Regions from separate parts of the Triticum aestivum genome. Here region 1 is linked to region 2. Evidence: chromatin contacts called from public Hi-C data. All regions are on one chromosome and are shown on one strand. The core of a region is the stretch at or near the end of the contact, and the rest is flanking DNA. Distances in the headings are between cores, read along the strand shown. Region 1 has its middle 230 kb from the start of LOC123049564. Region 2 holds the start of LOC543222 (eukaryotic translation initiation factor-like).

What was found. A called contact is a pair of places that touch in the nucleus more often than the background predicts.
Region 1: a contact with region 2 is called in a Hi-C map of leaf, with 2.8 times the contacts expected there. The contact joins the enhancer-like site here to the promoter of LOC543222 in region 2. A contact is called at or near these places in 2 of 5 Hi-C or Micro-C datasets (both in leaf).

The regions. Positions count from the first base shown.
Region 1 is chr2D:454,640,680-454,645,708 of IWGSC CS RefSeq v2.1, forward strand. No RefSeq gene overlaps it. Among protein-coding and RNA genes, the nearest start is that of LOC123049564, 230 kb to the right of the region's middle. Within about 2 kb of position 2,787, at least 3 of the 8 cell types and tissues checked have an H3K27ac peak or open chromatin away from gene starts, as enhancers often do. A contact at or near this core is called in leaf, where this site is marked.
Region 2 is chr2D:454,292,211-454,298,047 of IWGSC CS RefSeq v2.1, forward strand. It overlaps LOC543222 (eukaryotic translation initiation factor-like), which reads right to left and starts at 1,339. Exons shown (of 9, transcript NM_001427958.1): 1 at 1,006-1,339; 2 at 338-409. The coding sequence starts at 1,161.

The sequences.
Region 1 (5,029 bases), core at 1,537-4,036, 350 kb after region 2:
CTGCGGTGCGTCCTGCCTAGGCTCCATCAGCAAACCCCCCATACTGGGCAGCAACGCCGGCAACGGCCCTGTCCTGGCGACCTTGGAGATTACCTCGCGACGAAGTTCATCTGCCGAGATGGGGCTGCGCGGCTTCTTGCACTGGGAGGAGACATGACCAGAAAGACCGCAGCAAATGCACATGGGGTCGTTCGTGCAATCCTGCCGACGGTGACCATCCCCGAAACATCTGAAACAGAGGCCCCAGAGGTCCGGCGGGATCTGACGCCGCTCGGACGAGGTAGGAGAGGCCCGACCATCCTGCGCGCCAGCCCCCTGCTGGCGCCGCAGCGCACGCCGGTGACACCACATCGCCTTGCGAGAAGGCCCTGGCTTGTGCCACCCAGCATCAAGTGTCGGGGCAGCCGGGGCTGCAGGACCAACCACCGCAGCGCCCACCGAGGAGGAGCCCGCCGACCCCGGCGAGCCAGAGAGGCCGAGACCGGACACCACCGGCCTGTCGCGCGGGAAGGCCGATGCGACCGAGGGAGGGCTGCGCGATCTGTCAGACGGCATCGATGAGACCGCGCAAAAAGGGGGGAAGGAGGACGAGGGGCGGGAGATCCGGGGCCCACGTGGCCACCGGCGAGGTCGCGTGGACGCCGTGGCTGGAGTGGCCGCCGGCAGGGGGCGTGGACGTCGGGGCTGGAGTGGCCGACGGCAGGGGCGAGGTGGGAGCGCTAGCGGGGCGCAAGGAGTTGTAATGCTGCTGCTTGACCGCAAGCGTCCAGTCAGTCCGAACATAGTTTGCCATCCAGCGCGGTACCTGTCGGTCCATCGACGCGTCCGGCTGTCCGAAATTCCACAAACCAGAGGGCTTTGCGGGATTCCTAACATCCACATGACGAATAAAAAGCCATCACATGCTCTTCTCCTCTCCCCTTCTACGGGATTTGGCGGAATGTTCTTGCTATTTGTCAAAATAAGAATGAATAAGTGATTATCAGCATGCTTCGTTTGGCGAAAGGCTAGCTGCACGCATGTTTTTATGACGTTCATTACTTCCTAAATAATATTCTTTTTTGCGGGTAATCTAGTAATAATACTTATGTATGCATGTTTTGGCGGAAGCCTACCTGCATGTATTAGAGCATCTCCAATGCCGATCCACAAACCTCCTGCAACTGTCCGGACAGCGGAAGCCATCCAACATTGACCTGTATCGGTCATCGAAGCGGTCCGGGCGCGATTTCTCCTGCAAAGCAGAGACAAACGAGCGGGCGGTGTAGGAGTCCGGACACGCGAAACGTCTCTCTCCGCCCCCCCCCCCCCCCGCCCATCCAAAAGGAGGGCCCAGCCCGCGCTTTTGTAGCATCCCGCACAGTTTCCGCGCCAAAATTCCCCACTCTCTTCTTCTACTCTTCGCCCGATTCCTACTCTTTTCTCCCACCCTCTCCTTCCCTCTGCCGCCGACGCATGGAATCATCGAAGAACCTGTCGGAGATGGAGACGTCGGAGGTGCCGGAGGATCCGAGCATCACGCTCGCCCGGAAGATCAGCTCGGAGACACGGCAGAATCGTCGTGTCAAAGCGAAGGCCGCAAAGGAGGAGAACATGAGGAAGCGTCTGGCCGCCGGCGGGCCTGGTGGTGGCGATGGTCATGGTGGACGGGGCGGACGGCGAGGCCGTGGTGGACGCCGCCAGATGGGCGCACCCATAGTACTGACGACGTTGTGGCCCTTACAAGCATCCGTACTACTACGCCGCCAAGCAGCTCGCAAACCCCGCGGGTACGGTTCCTTACATCGTCGTTGTTAACGCGGCGCCGCTCTTATCCGAGTATTCTTCGCCGTCGCTCGTCCGGGCGAGGACGGCCGGCGAAGAGCAGATGGGTGCCCGCACGCTGTTTGCTGCAATGCCGAGAGGGGGGAGCCGACGTACGACAAGGACAGGGAGATGCTCGATATGATCCACGACGGGAGGACCATGATCGAGGAGAGGAAGGCAGTGCTTGAGGAGAAGAAGGCCGCGCTCGAGGAAAAGAGGGTAAAGATTGCCGCCAATGCAGAGGACGCCAAGATGTTGACCTTAAATATCAACTCTTTGAATGCCGACACTAGAGCAATCCGTCCGCTATCAGATGCTGGAACGGCATAAAGATGAGTTGGCCGTGGCGCAAGATGAGGACGCGACGGAGGCAGAGCTGGACGCGGAGGCGGAGTCTGCCTACGCGGCAACAACGACACTTCCTTGATCGGGAAGCATCTTGCTGCGATGGCCGGTCCGGCAGGGCAGAAATGCAAGGATTGTCAGACTGATGTTCTTTTTGATGCGAGCATGTAAAACCTAAGCATATTTGCCTTATATTGGTTGTGATCGGGGATGCAATCTGGCGCGGGTGCGATTTGGCGCATTGTGTGAATCAATTTATAATTGAATTTGAATTTGCTGGCGGACAGTATACGGCTAGCGTTGAATGGCTGTCTCCCACATCCGTGTTCGCAAATTTGTCCCCTCTGTTCGTGAACGGATACGGGTGGGTTTTTGCGGGTTGTCGTTGAAGATGCCCTTACTCTGCTAGTAGGAGGCACGTGCAGTGCACGTGGTGTCCTGGTTGAACTGCAAATAAGATATACGTTCCTTCATAAAAAAATCTATCTTTACACGATAGGTACTGCAAAAGCCAGCCACAGAAGATCTTGAATGAGAAAATTTCTAGTCACCATCACGTGATGGGATGCAAGGTGTGCAGGTAGCCGTGCAGTGTCTCGATCCGTCCAGAAAAATCCCGTCCACCTCGTTTTGGCGGGCGACTGGATGGAGCGAATCCCAGTAACTACAGCCGTCGGATCACTGGAGTTTGCAATAATAAACGATAGGGATTCAGTCCATAGAAGAAATCAACGGCTAAGAAGTGCCTCTGCTTAGGATGGACGGCTAATCCCAAGTTTAAAATTTGTTGTACTATAGTAGTAGAGATAATCACGCACCTTCATGTTTGCCTCTTATCCAACTCCATGTTTATATTTGACTGACTGCAGCTATTTGGCGAAAGCTATTGCTATTTCGCAAAAGACCATTGATTAAAACAATGGCGGCTGCTACAAATCATCAGTCGGCTTGCTGGCCGCTCGTTCTGTTTTGGTCTTCTCGCGTTCAACCGTTGGATACGCCAACACATCGGACGGATGCTTTGTCCTCCTTGCCCCGCGACCAAAACAGCAGAGAAATCCCCTTGCAGCTCGCTTCCACCACGGGCACGCGGAAAAGACCCTGACGGCGGTGAGCTCCGGCGAGAGATTCGGCAGAGTCCCCATAGCCTCCCCTGCTACAGCGCAGCTCCAAGACTGCCGCTGCAACACAGCACCAGGAGCCACCGGGATGTTGCTCCGTTGCAATACCGAGCGCCGCAAAAAAACATCAAACGCGGCACGTACGACGCCTCCGGCGGTTTCAGTGCAACTCCGGCGGCGCTCCATTGCAGGCCTGGGGCGGAGCTCCAATGCAACTTCGTCGGCGCGGAAAATGCTCCAATGCAGCACCGATGCGTAGCTCGGCCTCCTCCCTCGCGTGTTGCGCTGCATCACCGGCGACGAGCGGCGCTCGACTGCACTCTGGCCTCCGTGTTGCGTCGCAACACTGGCAGCGAGCAGCCCAACCTCCCATGCGTGCTGCCTTGCACCACCGGCGAGCGCCTGCGCAGCACCGACGACGACGAGCGTCGCATCGCAACGCCTGCAGCACCATCGAGTCGTCGGTCGCAACACCAGACGCCGGCGGGACTGTCGAGTTGTCGGGTCGCAGCACCGGCAGCATCTGAGTCAACGACGAGGCTGCATTGCAGCACTTGCTCTCGTCGACAAAAATCACCTCGTCATGGTGCCGTCGTGTGGACCTTGAGCAGCAGGTGGTGGAGCTTGGGCGCAGGCCATGGCGAACGGGGCTTGGACGGGAGGGCCTTGAGCAGCAGGTGGTGGAGCTTGGGCGCAGGCCATGGCGAACAAGACTTGGACGGGAGACCTTGAGCAGGAGCAGGTGGAGTTTGGGGACAAGCCATGGCAGACGGGACTTGGACGGGAGGACCTTGAGCAGCAGCAGGTGCAGCTTCGGGGCAGGCCATGGAAAAGGGGATTGAGCTCGGTGGATTTTGACTGGTTCTCGCTCGAGATGAAGAGATAAGGCCGGGCAGGTGGGCTGGCCCCACCAGGACGGGTGACAGTCGTAGCGCGCGGTTTAAGCGAGAGAAAGATCGTCCGGTGGAAAATAAACATTCTCCTTTCTAATCTGATAGTAGAGGCGGGCATTTGAGATATAGTGTTAGATGGCCGGCTTCCTTATGGGCATGGCATAAATCAAAATACGTCTTGATATTGCATATTTCTTCTCCAAGCTTAACCCACTAAAACGCAACAGCAACGGAAGGAGAGCACACAAATGACAGGGAAATGGCGCGGCAACAAAGGCGCAAACTGTGCACCGGAGCTCAACAAGCCAGATTTTCTTTTTTGATTTGCTGGAAATTAGGCTAGGTGTTAGAGAGAGAGAGAGAGAGAGAGATAAGAAATGGCCCATGCAACGCGAGAGGAAAAAACTCGCGAAATTTCACTTGACCCGCGTAGACACACTTGGAAAAATCCTGATCGCGCCGTTCCCGTCGCTATCCATTAGCGGCAGGAGGAGTTTGTTGGATATTCTCTCTCCTCAAACAGAAAGTGACGTACGCCCGCAGAATCAAATGTGGCAGAGCCAGACAGCGTTTGCAGGCTGTGTCCAGCACACGAGGAGGCAAAACTAAACCCGCTCTTCTATCCATGGCTACCTTGGGGACGTGCCGTGCCATGCCATAAATATTGTGATACGACTAAGGTGTGTGAGCCGATAAGTTAACCATTTTCACCGCCCACCTTTCTCATCGTGTATCCTGTCTAACCATCACGAACGAAGAGCAATGAGCAGCCTGCAGGCATTTGGTATACCGCCACCGAGCAGACGTCGTCAAGTTCAATATATATCATCAAAGAGGAGGCGATCCGTAGATGACCACGGTGAT
Region 2 (5,837 bases), core at 89-2,588:
GGAGTCTTCTACTGACAATCTACACAATTCATTATTGGTTAAGTTTGGCTGTATACACGGCAACAGCATACATCAGTGAACTAAGTGGGTGGGCAGGTGGGTGGGGGAAGGTACTTCACAGCCTATGCGCTATTCATGGCTTGGCCGAAAGTATCCAGGGTTACTCAAACTTGATAGTTCTTCTCCGATACATCTCAAACCTGTTGAACCACACACTACTGGCATCTTTCAGCAAAATCAGATAACAAGGTATACTAACCATAGCATATTGAAGGAAGATATTTACAACAAAAATTCTATGAAGAAACCGACTTTGTGGGAAGTGTCAGAGATGTACCTTGCGCAGGTCAAGAAGTTGATCTCTTGAATAACGAACACGCTCACGTGACTCAGAATGCAAGTCACCAATCTGCACCACAGTAGCATCCATGTCAGCATAGCGAAAATAGGTCTATAAATTAAATCAGAATATACCCAAAATCTGCCAATGTATAACAGCTTATTTGGTCTGCCTAGGCATGTAAGTATTGTGTTGAGTATCGAACATGGTATATGCACAAGTAGCGATAAACCCAGGAATCTGCTTGAAGTCACTGGTTCTGCCAACAGCCCACCTCATCCTACACAAAAGCTCAGCCATGAGAGCTGAAACCCGGTCGAGAGCACAGCCCTCACACCGTCACCCCAGAAGTGAATACTCTGAAATCTAAATTGTAGCCTACAGAAGCAGCCAACGTCAATCCGCACGCAGCTAAACACATCCTTCTTGCGCATTATCGCGGTCTAAAACCTCGTTAAGCAGCGTACTGACTAATAAATCCCGGCGTATCGATTAATTAGACAGCGTCCTCAACCAATAAACGCTCCATCCAGACTAGCGCAGGGCCTAGAGCCAAGATCCGATATTTCCCCTCTGGATCTCCCCCCTCCCGCCCATCCGCGAACCAATCGAACCCGCATCGAACAGTAACACCTCCCCCCAGATCGGGCGGCGGGAGCTCTCACCCTGGAGACGCCGGAGGCGCCGCCGCCGTGCGGGCGGAGGAAGTCGCCGGAGCCGGAGGCGGCGACCGCGAAGGCGGGGGCGAAGAGGCGGCCGCCGCGGGGCCCGCCGCCGCCGCCGCCGGGGCGCAGGCTGATCACTGGCTGGTCTGTCGTCATGGCTGAGGGTGCCGAATCCGACCAAGGCACCGCGACAGCTCGATCGACAGGGAATCGGCGGGCGGCCGAGGAGGAAATCGCGGAGGAATCCGAGCTTTTTTCTTCTTCTTTGGGGGGGAGGGGAGGGTTGGGTTCCGTCTGCGACCTCTCTCCTAGTGGAGGCGCGGTGACGGGAGGAGGTGGGGTTTTATCCCGGGAGCATTAGGGCTGTGGGGCAAATCCTCGTTGTTTCTGCTGCCACCGCGGGGCAGTCTCGTACTTTCACAAGGGCAGGTGCGTGGTGTCCGGGGCTCGGGGCCCGCATGTCGGTACGCCCTGCAGCGTGACGGTGGTGGATAGTTACGATTTTGGGCAGGAGAGGCTGGAGGATTTACGGATGCGGTGCCCGGGGTCCTGCTGGAGCGCGATGCTATCTCGCCACTCGCAGGCTGTAATGGACCCCCAGGACATGTGACTTTGGACGGGTATTTCATTTGTATTTTCCAATATATAGAACATACTTCTAATCTTTAATACGTAAGAGTATGTGTATAATATGGTCGTTACAAAATTGGATGCAACGCATTACAAAATCGGATGCAACGATCAATGGTGTATATACCTCATTATGTATGATGACATGTCAAGTTAATACACCATGGTATTAGATCATACACGAATCAGGTATGAAGAAAAATGAACATATGTGTCTCGTTAGCATGTGTACATATGTCTATATTTATGTTTTTGTTTTACACCAACAAGATTCACTTTCGTTTTGTTCCTTATTCACCAATGGGTTGTTGTGAGCCATGCAAATTTCGTTGAATAAATAGAGGAGTAGCTACTTTTGCAACTTAGTTTGCCTTGAGATTCACTTTGATTTCTAAACATTGCGGGAATTTTCGCGTTTTCTAATCATTCTAGCCTCCGAGGAACCGCACAGCTTGCAACTACTTGATTAGGTCCATTTTGCGGTATAATTGGCAGATTTGTGGTATACATATGGTAAGTAGTTGTTTCCATTATTGAAAACTTCAACAAAACTACTTTTTCTGTTGTATCATTTATTTTATTTTATTTATCTATCAATTCCTATCGTACCGTGCAATTTACATTTGTAACTAGTTGGACAGGAAGCTTGATAACCTTCTTGAAACGTTGGGGGAAGAGTGTGTTGTTTTTGTGTGCATTGTGTACCTTGTGACTTTGTTTGCTGTGAGAACTCTTTCTTGATCGATAAACCTTGGTTCTCAAATCAAGGGAAATATTTATTGCTAGGTTATTTCACCCTTATACTTGGGGTCACCCAACCACTCTTATGAGAAAGCAAGCAGCAGCCTCCATGCATGTCATGCGAGTTAAGGCTTGGTTAAACAAGCGGTAATCCCAGAATCCAAGGGCACCTCTCGCCCTTGGCCGAACAATTCGGTCCCGTCTTTCCGGTGTGCTTTCCGTGAACCCCACCAACAACTCTTAGCCACCCTTGCCAGGTCCTCGCACACCAAGCATAATAACTTGAAGACTCCCATAACATAGGTTAGGATGGCCTGCGCTATTGCCTTTATCAATACTTTCTTTCCACTTTTGCACTAGATGACCATCTCCCCACACACATATGTGCTTCATCAGTCTTCCTTGTAAAATTTAAATTTTTCCCTGGTGCATGCGACCAGTCGGAGTGGGAAACCCAAGTGTTTATCCTCAAATTTTCCTCGTTACAGGCCAAGTTCAGATCTGACTTGGTCTTGGGGTGGGCACGAGGCATGCTTGGACAAAGAGAATCGACCACCCGGTAGGATTTATTAACTGCCCAATGGAACCTTCATAATTTCCTTATCCGTCTTTACTTGTTATTGATCTGCGTGGAAGAAGAAAAGTGCATCATCCACAAAAAGGTTTGAGATACACGGCGCACTGCGACAAATTTTCAGAGGTTCAATACCATGTGATTTCACACCATGCTTAAGTAGCATAGAAAGACAATCGGCAACAAAGAGAAACAAAAAGGGAGACAAGGGATCACCTTGCCGGAGGTCACACTACGGTGCGAACAGATCCAAGAGGGTCTTGTTGAATTTGACTGGATATCTCACCGCGATGACACACATCATAATCCAGTGCACCCACCGGTGAGTGAAACCCAAATTTTCTATCACTTGCTTCAAGAATCCTCAATCGACTCGATCAAATGCTTTGGACAGGTCCGGCTTATAGTCACAATAGCTATCTTCTTATTTCTTCTCGTGATGCATGGCATGTATTCACTCAAAGGCCACTAAAGCATTATCTGTAATCAAGCGGCCTGGAACAAAAGCAATCTAAAAAGGTGATATAATCTCGTCTAAGATTCTTCGAAGCCGGTTAACGAGACACTTTGCCACAATCTTATAGATGACATTGCATAAACTTATGGTCGTCGCTTTTGGGATTAGAACAATGATCGCCTCATTTACTCCCTCATGCATTACCCCGGTTTGGACAAAAATTCTTACTACCCTCACAATTTTCTCCTTAAAAAATGCTCCAATTCCACTAAAAGAAACGTGTCGGTATCCATCATTAGTACCAGGTGCCTTTAGGGGGGCTATTTGAAACAATGCATCCCGTATTTCTTTCTCTGAAAAATGCACACAATTTCATGTTTATATCATCAGTAATAAACGGTTCAAACAATTACCACAGTGTTCGAGCAATGCCATTGTCACCAGTAAAAATTCCCTGGAAGTAGATCTACACAAGTTGACCCATCGCTACATGTTTCCTCTATTCCAACCCATATGCATCCAACAAATACTTGACTCTATTTTTCCTTGCCTACCAAATAGCTTTACTAGCGAAAATGTTGGTGTTACGGTCTCCTTCCTTAAGCCAATCGATTCATTCGTGTGGTTTGTAACGCGCTTCACTTCATCCCTCGGCCTGCATTCATATTCAGTAATTCCTCAAGGCGGCTTCTAGACTTCTCAAGTTCCCTACTCACGTTGCCAAATCTCTTACATTCCCATGTGTGCAGGTCACATAGTAAGTTGCGTAGTCCTGCTCTTATATCCCCCAAGCTGAAATGGTCTCCTGCCTTTTCCCATTCCATGGCAATCCGTTCAGGGAGACTAGCATCCCGCTCCCATAGGATTTCACAACATCTTATTTTCGGTTTGAATATCTTCTCCCCATCTACTTCACATGTCAACACAAAGGGGAGATTGTCAGAACATGGCGAGACTTCATGTATCAACTTTGCTATTGTGAAAATATCCCTCCGTCTGTTATCCGCAATAGCCCGGTCTAACTGGACTTTGACATTTCGACAACCGCGTTGTTTATTATCAAATGTAAATGGACACCCCTGAAATCCCAAATCCACCAACTAACAAGTTTCAAGAACATCATGAAAAGCCATCATTTGATTTTCATTTATTGGAGTGCCTGATAGATGCTCAAAAGACCAAAGAGCTTCATTACAATCTCCCATAACACACCAAGGCAAATCTGATTCTACTTTAAAGTTTTGCAGCTTTGACCACATTAGATGCATATTCTCTCTACGCGGTTCGCCATACACACAAGTCAGACGCCACATGGGAACAGAAGGAGACACACGCACGAGTGCATTAATCTTTCATTCAAATCTTGGACATTGACGCTCAACTGGTCACACCAAAACAGAGTAAGACATCCACTAAGACCAACACTGTCAACACCAGCAAAACTTGTAAGTCATAGTCGACCCGAAGACGATGAACCTTTGATAGTCCATTCTGTATCACTATTTCCTACTATAATTTATCTTATTTCCATGATATATTTTACATTGTAATGCAATTCTAATGTCTTTCATCTCTTAAAATGCAAGGTATACACAGAGAGGGGATTGCTGGACATTTGGAAATTCGGACCAAAATTCAACAGAAGAAAAAGCAATTTTTCGGAGATCCAAAAGCAGCGGGGATTTTACCGAGTTGTTTATAAAAACTATGAAGCCACATGCCAAAAGATGGGCCAGAGGGCCAGGACGCCGCGCGGGCACCCCACGCTGGTGTGCCTTAGGCCGTGTGCATGGACGCTTGGGCCCCTAGTGGCTCGCCTCTGATGCCCTTTGTTCATAAATTCCCATTTGCCCTAGAAAAATAGATCCTCTGGAATTTTTGGCGTCATCTGCGAGGCTGAACCTAGGCGGAGCACTTTTGCTCTCCGTGGAGTGATTCTGCTAGGAAAACTTCCTTTCGGGAGGGGAAAATCAAAGTCACCATCATCACCAACACTTTGTTCATCGTTGAGATCATCATCTTCACCAACACCATCTCATCTCCAAACCCTAGTTTATCCCTTTTGTTCAATCTCTGTATCAAACCTCATATTCGTAACTAGGAGTACTTGTATGTGTTGATTACACCTTCTAGTTGATGCAAAGGAGATTTATTGGTGAAAGATTCTTGTGTTCAGATTGTTTACAAAATATTTATACCCACTTATCATGATCCATATGATGTCTTGTGAGTAGATCCCGATGGCTCTGTATTTTACGCAATTTTAGAGCTCATATGTTGCATGTGTTCTTCATATATTATGTCCCATTGAACCAAATATTGTCCATTATGCATGATTACCCGCTTTGCACTTTTCATTGTGAGCATTGCACATTCGTGTATTTTTTTGTTAGTTTCCTTCTTTTCTTGTGTCTATAGGTGTATTGGAGC